Linked DNA regions of Sus scrofa: region 1 is linked to region 2. A link is a contact called in public Hi-C data. All regions are on one chromosome and are shown on one strand. The core of a region is the stretch at or near the end of the contact, and the rest is flanking DNA. Distances in the headings are between cores, read along the strand shown.

Region 1 (5,342 bases), core at 1,004-3,503, 83 kb before region 2:
GGAAGTGGGAAGCAAAGAGCCAAAATGATCTCTCTGGGCTGTCTCAACCCTCCATCCCATGAACTCAGTTTGGGCCCCAGCATTCCCCTGGACTCTGGGTCACTCCAGTCTTCTCTCTTGTCCACTCGAGTTCACCTGTCACAGGATGGTACCCCTTGTCTGGTTCCCCAATGCCCTCAGGATGAAGTCCGACACTTTACCCAGCCTAAAAGGACCCAGGAGCCAGAGGGCGCTGCTCACTGGAACGTTCTATTGAGAGGCCTCTAAATCTCAGGCACCCAAAACTGCAGGACTTACCTTCCCAGAATGCCCTGGGCTCTTTGCCCCGAGACATTGTGCATGTAGGTCCAGCTTAGGAATTCTCTTCTCCCTCATCCAAAATACTGCCTCCTCTTCCTGGAAAGCTTTTCCAAAATGCCTCCTTTTCTATAAAACTGAATACCCCTTTCTAGGTGCCCTGATCACCCCACTGGACTGTGGCTCCATGAAGCCAGGACCAGGACTGTCTCAGTCACCAGTGTGTCCCCAGCTCCACAAAGCACTGGCTGGCTGTCATGCTCTAAAAGCACTGAGCTATTTGGAGTTTTCCTGTGGTACAGCAGGTTAAGAATGTGGCATTGGGAGTTCCCGTCGTGGCGCAGTGGTTAACGAATCCGACTAGGAACCATGAGGTTGAGGGTTCGGTCCCTGCCTTGCTCAGTGGGTTAAGGATCCGTCGTTGCCGTGAGCTGTGGTGTAGGTTGCACACCGGCTTGGATCCCGCGTTGCTGTGGCTCTGGCGTAGGCCGGTGGCTACAGCTCTGATTCGACCCCTAGCGTGGGACCTCCATATGCCAATGGAGCGGCCTAAGAAATAGCAAAAAAAAAAAAAAAAAAAAAAAAAAAAGAATGTGGCATTGGCTACAGTTTGCTCCCTGGCTCAGGAACTTCCACATGCTGCAGGTGTGCCCCCCCCCAAAGTTTATGAGAAATTTACATGGCTTCTTTTATTATCTTCAACAGGAACTATCAGCAACCTCAAACTCAACCTCAACAATTTGGTTCTCCTGACAATTGTCTTGAGGTGATAAGCAGGAAGTAACACCTTTACTAACTACTGGGTACCATAAAAACAAGCTGCATGGCAGTTTAGTCAACATAATCCCCATAACATCCATGCAAACGTTGTATTAAGGTTTTTTCCAGTTTTCCTATATAAAAAATGAGGATCAGTAACTTGCTCAAGAAAATGGAAAAATATGTTAAATGTCAAGAATTGAGTTCTTCGGAGTTCCTGTCGTGGCTCAGCGATGATGAACCCGACTAGTGTCCACGAGGGTGCCTTTCTCAGTGGGTTAAGGATCTGGCATTGCTGTGAGCTGTGGTATAGGTTGCAGACGCAGCTCAGATCCCAAGTGGCTGTGGCTGAGGCACAGGACGGCAGCTGCAGCTCTGATTCAACCCCTAGCCTGGGAACTTCTGTATGCCAATGGGCAGCCCTAAAAAGACAATTAAAAAAAAAAAGAATCCAGTTCTCAGGCAGAATTCCTCCAGGCTGGTGTTGGCCTCACTCACTTTTCCATGCTGTGTGACCTCAGGCAAATCAAACTACCCATGAGTCCCAGTTACCTAATCTGAGAAATGGGGTCAACAGGTCCTTCCTGCGGGGTTGCCATTTAAATTCAATGTAATCAAGATTTATAAACAGAGTGTTAGCCATCATTATTATTCATCTCATTTTCACTTTGAAATGAAACAGTGTCATTGTGGGCTGATCACTGAGACCATGACAATGACCAAGGCAGTTCCAGCTCCTACCCTCAGGGAGGTCAAAGGCCAACAGGGAGACTGCCCCAAAACAGTCCACAACCATCAGGGCTTAAAGGGGTATGTTCAGAGTCAAGGGAAGTTAGAAGCAAGCATGGCAGGCAGAAAGGGGAGGGGTAAGACTTCCGGGAGGAGGGCTCCTTGAGTTGAAACCTCGAAGGATGGGCAACAGTTACCAGGTTAATGGGCTGGCTGTAAGACAACTGAGGAAGTCTTAAACTCAGAGGAAGCAGCATGTGCAAAAGCCGAGGGGTTGGGGTTTACGCTAAGAGTTTGCCTGGAGAAGACTGAGAAAGAGACGCGGATGCTGGGGATAGACGAGGGGGCCGGCAAGTGTGGGACAGCCTCGAGTCGGAACTATTTCCAGAACTCACCATCCTTCTTGATCTTCTCGTTGAGATTGTTGATATAAATAGTGTGATTGGGACGGGTCTCGGGAACTGCCATGGAAGGAGTTGCTGAGACAGAGCTGAAAGAATAAAAAAGGTAACCTCGGAACTGGGTTTCTCCAAATCCTTTGTCCCAACGTGGGCTGCTTAGAGATCTTCCTTCTAAGAGGAAGTCAAGTGGGTAATGAGGAGGGAAAAGACAAACACCTCGAAAAACAAAGCAAACGCACGACACGGCGTCTCCTGCCCGCGTGGTGAAGGAAATCTCGAGAGGTTTACTACGAGTCCCAGGATGCTTTACGCCACTCTGTAGGCGGGGTGTCCGAGGTGGCGGTTCCCACTGGCCCACGCGCTCAAAGGGCGGCCCAGGAGAAAAAGCCCGGATGTATGAGCCAGTTAAGGTAGGAGTGAGAACTTTGCGGAGTCTTGGCCTCGCACAGCGCAGAAATAGCTCCTTCCCCCGACCCCCCGAGGCACGGCAAGGCCCGGGCGCCAGGCTCTCCACCCGCCCGATCCCAATGGCCGCTGAGCACACTACTCACGAACCAAGTCGCAGCTCCCGCAAGCGGCACCTTCTGCGTTGCTGTGCGCCGACCACAAAACTTCCTCTCCTGGTCCCGCCTTTATCTTTCTACAAACCAATCCCCTCGCGGACACCTGGTAGCTTGGCCAATCAGAGTAAGTCTCGCTCTCGGACCGAGGTTTTGCCAATCAAAACGATCCTTGGGTTCCCGCCTCAGCAGAACAACTCCGCCCGACCACTGCAAGCCCTTGGCTTTTGCGGCGCCCCGGGCTACAAGCCAATCAGTGAAGGCCGCGCCCCCTCACGCGCTTCTAGCCAATCGGGACGCAATTCTCGCGGCGGACTCCTCGGAGGCAGTTCTTTAGGAGCCCCACCTCTTCCCCCTCCGCTACGCGTTCTTTGTCACGTGATCGTTAAAGGGGCGGACACCACTTTCAAGTCTTACCACGAAATTTGGGAAAGGTTGTGCGCCGCGGTCGCCATTTTGCGGGGAGGGGAGCAGTGTTTTACCTTCCGACTCCGTTCCGTATCCGAGCGTTGTTGCGGCTCCCAACGACCTCCGATCTATCGGCCTTCCCGAACCCTCAAGCCTCCTCTTTTTGCGCTCTGATTTCAGGACTTTCTCCACAGCTAGGCCTTTTTCCCTGCCAGATGTCCTTTGACCTCTTGACCTCTGACTCAAAGGTCAGCGCTAAGGTTCCAAACTCGGGTCTGTGATGCGAGGGGTGGATATCTAGCCTAAATTCTCCCACTCTTTAATCCTGTGGCTCGAAATCCGCTTTCGGTGCCTTACTCTAGGTCTGAGCTTTCATATCCTGAGATTGAACCCCAAGTTTCCAAATCTAGCCCCTGATAAGTTAACTCCTAATGAGTATCACTGCTTGAGCCTTGCACCCCAACTCTGTATCTCAAATCTGGTTCCAGATTAAAGGACCGCGTTAACTCTCAAATTCCTTGTGATTTCAGTCAGCCTCAGGGATTGAGTCTGCTTCCAAAGTTCCAGGTTTTAGCCCTGATTTTTTCAGTCCTTCTGTTCACCTTCCTCCCCCAAGTCTGGAATTCAGCTCTAAAGCCTTCAGAATCTCCATCCCTGTGACCAACGCATTTGGGAGGATCCTTCCCTTCCCTCTGCTAAGCCTTCCAGTGCAAGTCACAGACCCCAAAATGATTTCTCCATGCTCTCCTCCCTTAGAGCCACCAATTCATCCTCCAGAAACTCCTGCACCCCAGACCCCCATCATCCCACCTCCTCCCCTACCCCCAAATCTCCCGGACGTAGCTTTTCCACCCTCTCCCTTGAGTCTCCAGGCCCCTGTACCCCCACCACCCCCACTGCCACCTCCACCACCTGCCACCGGCTTTGCTGCCCCTCATGTCTTCGGCCTGGAGAAGAGCCAGCTCCTGAAGGAGGCCTTGGAGAGGGCCGGCCCAGTCCCCAAGAGCAGAGAGGATGTCAAGAGGCTCCTGAAACTGCACAAGGACCGGTAGGGTCCCCATGCCCCACCTCACCCACCCACTCAGGGTCTCACCCAAAACCTGTCCCTAGGTCACTCCAGCCATCTCCTCTTGGGGTTTCCCGTTTGCTCAAGGTCAAACAGCCTGGAGTTCCTGTTGTGGCTCAGTGAGTTAAGAACCGGACTAGTATCCATGAGGCTGCAGGTTCAATCCCTGGCCTCACTCAGGGTGAGCATTAAGGGTCCAGCATTGCTGCAAGCTGCTCTGGCATGGCTGTGGCTGTGGCTGGCAGCTTCAGCTCCAATTCGACCACTATCCCAGGTGCAGCCATAAAGAGAAAAACAAAAATGAATAGCCTGTCTGCTTCAGCCCCCTACTTAGATCCTTTCAGTGGCAGTGTGCCTTCAGCCATGAAAAAAGTCCTGCCCTGACAAACACCCGGTGGGAGAGACAGATCCCACCTCTACCAGTGACAGCCCAGGGTGGTCAGAGCTGTGAGGGAAGGGCCCAAAGGGAGTACCTGGGCTGGGGGTCAGTGCAGCCCGCATAGAGGGGACCCCTGAGTGCTGTTGGGCAGATTATTCAGGGGTATGTGATGTGGAAAGTAAACAGTTTGTGCCCAGGCCCAGAGTGAAGTAAAGAGGTGTTTAATGACTTGCAAATACTTATTTCTGGGGGGCAGGAGACTTAGTTTCTGCACCACTGGAGGGTGAATTGTTTTGTGTATTCCTTGAGGAACCAGGGCCCTGCCTCAAGGCTGCACTGTTGTTTCTTAACTGATCCTCCCTTGTTTCTGCATTCCTTCCTTTAAGAGAGTTAATTCCTGGACCTATTCAAGGATGAGCATTGTGGCCAAGTGTAGATCACAAAATGCCTTAGGCCAAAGTGTCACAGTCATAACAACGCTGGATCCTTAAGCTGGATCCTTAACCCGCTGAGCGAGGCCAGGGATTGAAACCCTATCCTCATGGATGTTAGTCTGGTTCTTAATCTCCTGAACCACAACAGGAACTCGAGTTGTTTTTTTTTTTTTCCTTTGTACGTATTGGGTTCTCTTCTGTCTAGAAAGCCATACCTGTTCTCTTTCTCTGGGGACCCCTAACCTATCTGCCTACAAGAGAAGGTGGCACACGTGGAGTTTCGCAGGTCCACATGGTGTGGGGGGCCAT
Region 2 (5,169 bases), core at 2,168-4,667:
CGAGAGTAACAGGTCGAAGATGTAGCTCGGATTGGACCCCTAGCCTGGGAACTTCCATATGCTGCAGGTGTGGCCCCGAAAAGGAAAAAAAAAAAAGTTAATTACAGGTTTGGCCCTCATCAGTCAGAAGGGAAGCTGGCCTGGGTGGTTGTCAGCCTTTCCTATGCTTTTCCATCTTAGGACCTTAGAGTCTTTTTTTTGTGTGTCGTTTAAGGGTCACACCCTTGGCATATGGGAGTTCCCAGGCTGGGGGTCCAATCAGAGTTATAGCTGCTGGCCTACACCACAGCCACAGCAAGGCAGGATCTGAGCCGAGTCTGCGACCTACACCACAGCTCATGGCAACACCGGATCCTTAACCCACTGAGCAAGGCCAGGGATTGAACCTGAAACCTCATGGTTCCAAGTCAGATTCGTTTCTGCTGTGCCACGACGGGAACTCCGAGAACTGTATTTTCTTAGCTCTGCAGGACCTCACGTGGTCTAGGATGCTCAAACCATCTGCCCAAAGTCCGCACAGCGAATGAGGAGCAGAGCTGAATGCAAGGCAGGCAGCCTGGGCCAGAGTCAGAGCCCCAGCCTGGGGTTCTCTCTGCTGCGGCCCACGCCCCCTAACTGCCGCTCTCCTCTCTCCAGGGACTTCTGCCTGGGGTGAGCCCTCTGCGCCCCCTGCAGCTGCCTTCCAGCCTGGGCACAAGCGGACCCCTTCGGAGGCCGAGAGGTGGCTGGAGGAGGTATCCCAGGTGGCAAAAGCGCAGCAGCAGCAGCAGCAGCAGCAGCAGCAGCAGCAGCAGCAGCAGCAGCAGCAGCAGGTGGCCTCAGTGCCCGCCGTGCCCCCTGGCCTGCAGCCCTTCCCCACCCCCATGGGGCCCTTCGACGCTGCACCTGCCCAGGTGGCCGTGTTCCTGCCACCCCCACACATGCAGCCCCCTTTTGTGCCCGCCTATCCAGGCTTGGGCTATCCACCCATGCCTCGAGTGCCCGTGGTGGGCATCACACCATCACAGATGGTGGCCAATGCCTTCTGTTCAGCCGCCCAGCTCCAGCCCCAACCCGCCACCCTGCTCGGAAAAGCCGGGGCCTTCCCACCCCCAGCCACACCCAGTGTCCCCGGGAGCCAGGCCCGTCCCCGACCCAGTGGGGCACCCTGGCCCCCAGAGCCAGCACCCGCCCCGGCCCCTGAGCTGGACCCCTTTGAGGCCCAGTGGGCAGCATTAGAAGGCAAACCCGCTGTAGAGAAGCCTCCCAACCCCTTCTCAGGCGACCTGCAGAAGACCTTTGAGATCGAACTGTAGCCCGAGCCACCCTGCCCACCCCATCATCTCTAGGGGCCCCACGCCTGGGAGTGGAGGCCCAACCTCTCCCCTAGTCCTGCTCCCTAGGGCTGAGCCTCCCCCCCTCCCCCATCCCCCTCTAACACCTTCTCTGGACCGCCTCCCACAACCACTACAGAACCGACTTTGTGATGCCCAGGTTGCGACAGGATGGAATTCAGGGACGGAGCCAGCCTGCCTAAGAGATCCATTCCTCTGCCAGACTTAGGCTGGCATCATCCCCTCCCCCGCAACCCCAAACACCAGGGGACGGCCACAATCCTACGGAGCGCCCTTGGTTCAAGCTACGTTTCCCAGTTTCTGTTGTTGACCTTCTCCCTTCCAGGGTTGGGTGGGATGGAGAAGGGATGCCCATCTGGAGGCTCTCCTGGGCCCCAGATGAGTGCCCGCCCTGAGTCTGGTCATCCCCCTGCCCCCCATACACAGCACAAGCAAAGGGCTTCCTTCTGCCCACCTGCTGCGTTCACTGCCAATGCTGTGCTCACCTCTCCCCTCCCCTTGAAGGCCCACGTCATCTTTGGGCCAAGGTCTCATGGGGGTGGGGGTCAAGTTGGGGGCCCAGGAGGCGGGGTAGGGGGAAGGGGAAGAAGATGCTCCGTTACCTCACATGGGTACCCGCTGGGGAGGCGTCCGGGAAGAAGAAAGGGGTGCCTGGCGGGTACTTTTCTATCTTTTATTTCCAGATTTTTTTGTATCTAAACTTGCAGATTTGTATTATACAAGGACAGCCAATAAAGGAAGAATATAACGGTGCCCCTCGAGAAAGCAGGGTGTGTGTCCAGGCAGGAGGGTTGGAGATGGAGCTTTTCCTCCAAGTCCTCTCCTAAAACCAGAGGGAGTAAAAAGTGTCTCCCTGCATATTAACCTGAGTAAGAGCATGGAAGTGGGTAATGCTGACCCAGCACTAGAAAAGTGGGTGTTGATGGGTACCCCAAATTAATCACCCCGTTTCTATTACAGATTCTGAACCAAGGAATTTTTTTAAATTATAATCTGCTGCTAATAAGTTCAGTAATAACATTTTCTTTTTTTGCATTTTTTTTTTTTTTTTTGTAAGGACTGCACCTGCAGCATATGGAAGTTCCTAGGCCAGGGGTCCAATCCCAGCTGCAGCTGCCAGCCTAGGCGACAGCCACGCCAGATCTGAGCTACACCACAATTCAGGGAAACAGTGGATCTTTAACCCACTGAGCGAGGCCAGGGATCGACTTGAAGATGATGCAAACGATGGGACTAACGGGGAAACTGAGGCCACGCAGCACAGAGAAAATCAGGGACAGAGTCAAGACCCTCTTCCGTGCGCGAGGCTGATCTTCACACAAAACCATCCTTCGCTGTGCTGAGAGCGGGCTTTCCCAGACCGACCTTCACCTCCCCCAGTTCCTGCAGAAGCAGATATTTTGGGCCCGCGGAGCTCCACTAACCCGTTATCTCCTCAAGACCTCCCACGGGCTCCTCTTAGCTGTTTCCCCATCTTCCCTCCCACGCCCAATGGAGACTTTCGTTCTTCACGGCAATTTTCTCCCCCTAGAGACTACGGCTCCGGGGTTAACCTCCCACCTTCCACGTCCTTCAAGCGTCGCCTCTCTCAGAATAGACCCAGGGCCGCGGAGTTAACGCCCCCGCTTACCCGGGGACCGCGTCCCACCGGGAGCTGCGTGAGGCAGCGCCCCCACTCTCTCCCCCTCGAAGCCAGGTTTGCGGGGACGTCCAGCCCAGGCTGACTCGACGCCCCCTTCCCTGAGCGCTTTGGGAAACCCCGCCTCCCAAGCGCCTTCGCTCCTGAAGCCCCGCCCGGCGGCGACGGCTACGTAGGAACATTCCGCGCGAGACCCCGCCTAGCGCCCCGCCCCCCTCCGCGGCTCTTTTGAAAACCCCGCCCTGCGCCACGGCAGCCGGGCGCCACGGTCAAGGGCAGACCCCCGCGGCGCCCTGGCCCCCGCTGCTTCCGCCTCCCGCCGCCCCTGTGGCCGCCGTCTCTTCGCAACTGTTCCGCAGACAAACAACCCTCCGTCCTCGATGAGCCGCTCTCATCTCCGGCTCCTGCAAGGCCCAGCGGATCCTCGTAGAGTCTCCCGAGCGCGGTAGCGCAGCACCCCCGTGTGGCCCTGCCCTGGGGAAACGCGCAAGGGCCGGACCGTGGCTCTGCAGGAGAGACCCGCCCGGCTTAGGCTAAAGTAGAACAAGTGTTAAAGGAAAAGAAAAAGAAAAAAAGGCATCACAGTCATAGACACCGTTATCCTCCAGGGTCTGGCTCAGCCGCTCGCTCCTCTAGAAAGACCTCGCTGACCCCTTCCATCTGGATCTCCTGCGTCCCCCATGCTTCCCCCCATCCCGGCCCTGGCCCACCTGCCACTGTTCCCCTCCACCCAGCCCTGACCCTCTGGGCCGTCAGCAGGCCTGTGAAGCCAGAGACAAGCGCTGTCTTTAGTCACCGCTCTGTCCCCAGCATCACCCAGGGCAGCACAGAGGAAGGCTCAGATGACCTGCCGCGCACGTTCTAGGGAGCAGTCATATACTCCCTCCCACAGATTTTGCTTTGTTTTGTTCAACAGTTTTCCTCAGCTGTCACCTATGTATCGTAAGACTCACCTGTTTTAAGTGAGGTAATGATACTGGGTGATTGTTTTGACAGGAGTGCAGCCATCACCACAATCCAATTTTAGAACACTTCCATCACCCTGAAAAGATCGCTTGTGCTCACTTGCCGTCAATTCTCATTCCTGTTGCCAGCGTCAGCCCCAGGCAACCTCTGATTACTTCCCCTCATGCTGCATTCTTTTCTTCATTTTACCAGCAGTTTCAGAACTACTTGCTTCTATCAGGTACTGAGAGCCCAGGGTACACAATGACATACACAGGCCCTGCCCTCAGGGACCTCAGGTCCTGTTGGGATAATGGCCAACAGGAACATGCGTCTGCTCACGCATTTTTCTTTTTGTCTTGTCTTTTTAAAAAACTCCAGATTCATGGAATTCCCGTCTTGGCGCAGTGGAAACGAATCTGACTGGGAACCATGAGGTTGTGGGTTCCATCCCTGGCCTCGCTCAGTAGGTTAAGGATCTGGCATTGCTGTGAGCCATGGTGTAGGGTCACAGATGCGCCTCAGACCCCACGTTGCTGTGGCTGTGGTGTATGTAGGCTGGCAGCTGTAGTTCTGATTTGATCCTTAGCCTGGCAACCTCCACATGCCACTCGTGCAGCCCTTAAAAAAATAAAATAGAATAGAATAAAATAAAATAGAATGCAAAACACCAGATTCAAGCCGCTGTCTGCGACCTACACTACAGCTCACAGCAACACTGGATCTTTAACCCATTGAGCAAGGCCAGGGATCGAACCCGCGTCCTCGTGGATACTAGTCGTGTTCATTACTGCTGAGCCACAATGGGAACTCCCTGCTCACTCATTTCTTCGTTCAAAAATGTGTACTGAACACCAGTGCCAGCTATTATGCTAGGCCCGAGGGTTATATAGCACTGGGGGGGGGGGAGAAATAGCTCCCTTTGCTGGAATTGATATTCTAATGAAAGGATTTAAAAAAAAGGAAATAGGAGTTCCCTGGTGGCACGGTGAGTTAAGGATCTTGCATTGTCACTGCAGCAGCTTGGCTCCCTTGCCCAGAGACTTCTGCATGCTGCAGTAAATAAATAAAGAAATAATGTATATATGTGATATAATGGCTGGTGGTGAAAGTATTATGAAGAAAATAAACCAGAGGAGGAGGTAGCAAGAGATGGGGTTCAATTTTATTTTATTTTTTTTGCCTTTTAGGGTCATACCCACAGTACATGGAGGTTCCCAGGCTAGGGGTCAAATCAGAGTTTCAGCTGCC

Evidence for each region. A called contact is a pair of places that touch in the nucleus more often than the background predicts.
Region 1: a Hi-C map of skeletal muscle shows a contact between it and region 2, with 4 times the contacts expected there. The contact joins the promoter of SNRPA here to the enhancer-like site in region 2. A contact is called at or near these places in 1 of 5 promoter capture datasets (skeletal muscle), 5 of 47 Hi-C or Micro-C datasets (embryonic fibroblasts, heart right ventricle, liver and 1 more) and 1 of 2 datasets of contacts at active chromatin or transcription factors (skeletal muscle).

Annotation. Positions count from the first base shown.
Region 1 is chr6:48,968,779-48,974,120 of Sscrofa11.1, reverse strand. SNRPA (small nuclear ribonucleoprotein polypeptide A) reads right to left here and starts at 2,253. Exons shown (of 7, transcript NM_001077222.1): 1 at 2,181-2,253. The coding sequence starts at 2,253. It overlaps C6H19orf54 (UPF0692 protein C19orf54 homolog), which reads left to right and starts at 3,077. Exons shown (of 4, transcript XM_005655850.3): 1 at 3,077-4,202. The coding sequence starts at 3,883.
Region 2 is chr6:48,886,974-48,892,142 of Sscrofa11.1, reverse strand. It overlaps NUMBL (numb-like protein), which reads left to right. Exons shown (of 10, transcript XM_021094402.1): 10 at 637-2,087. The coding sequence ends at 1,295. Among named protein-coding and RNA genes, the nearest start is that of NUMBL, 29 kb to the left of the region's middle. Within about 2 kb of position 3,417, at least 67 of the 83 cell types and tissues checked have an H3K27ac peak or open chromatin away from gene starts, as enhancers often do. A contact at or near this core is called in embryonic fibroblasts, liver and skeletal muscle, where this site is marked.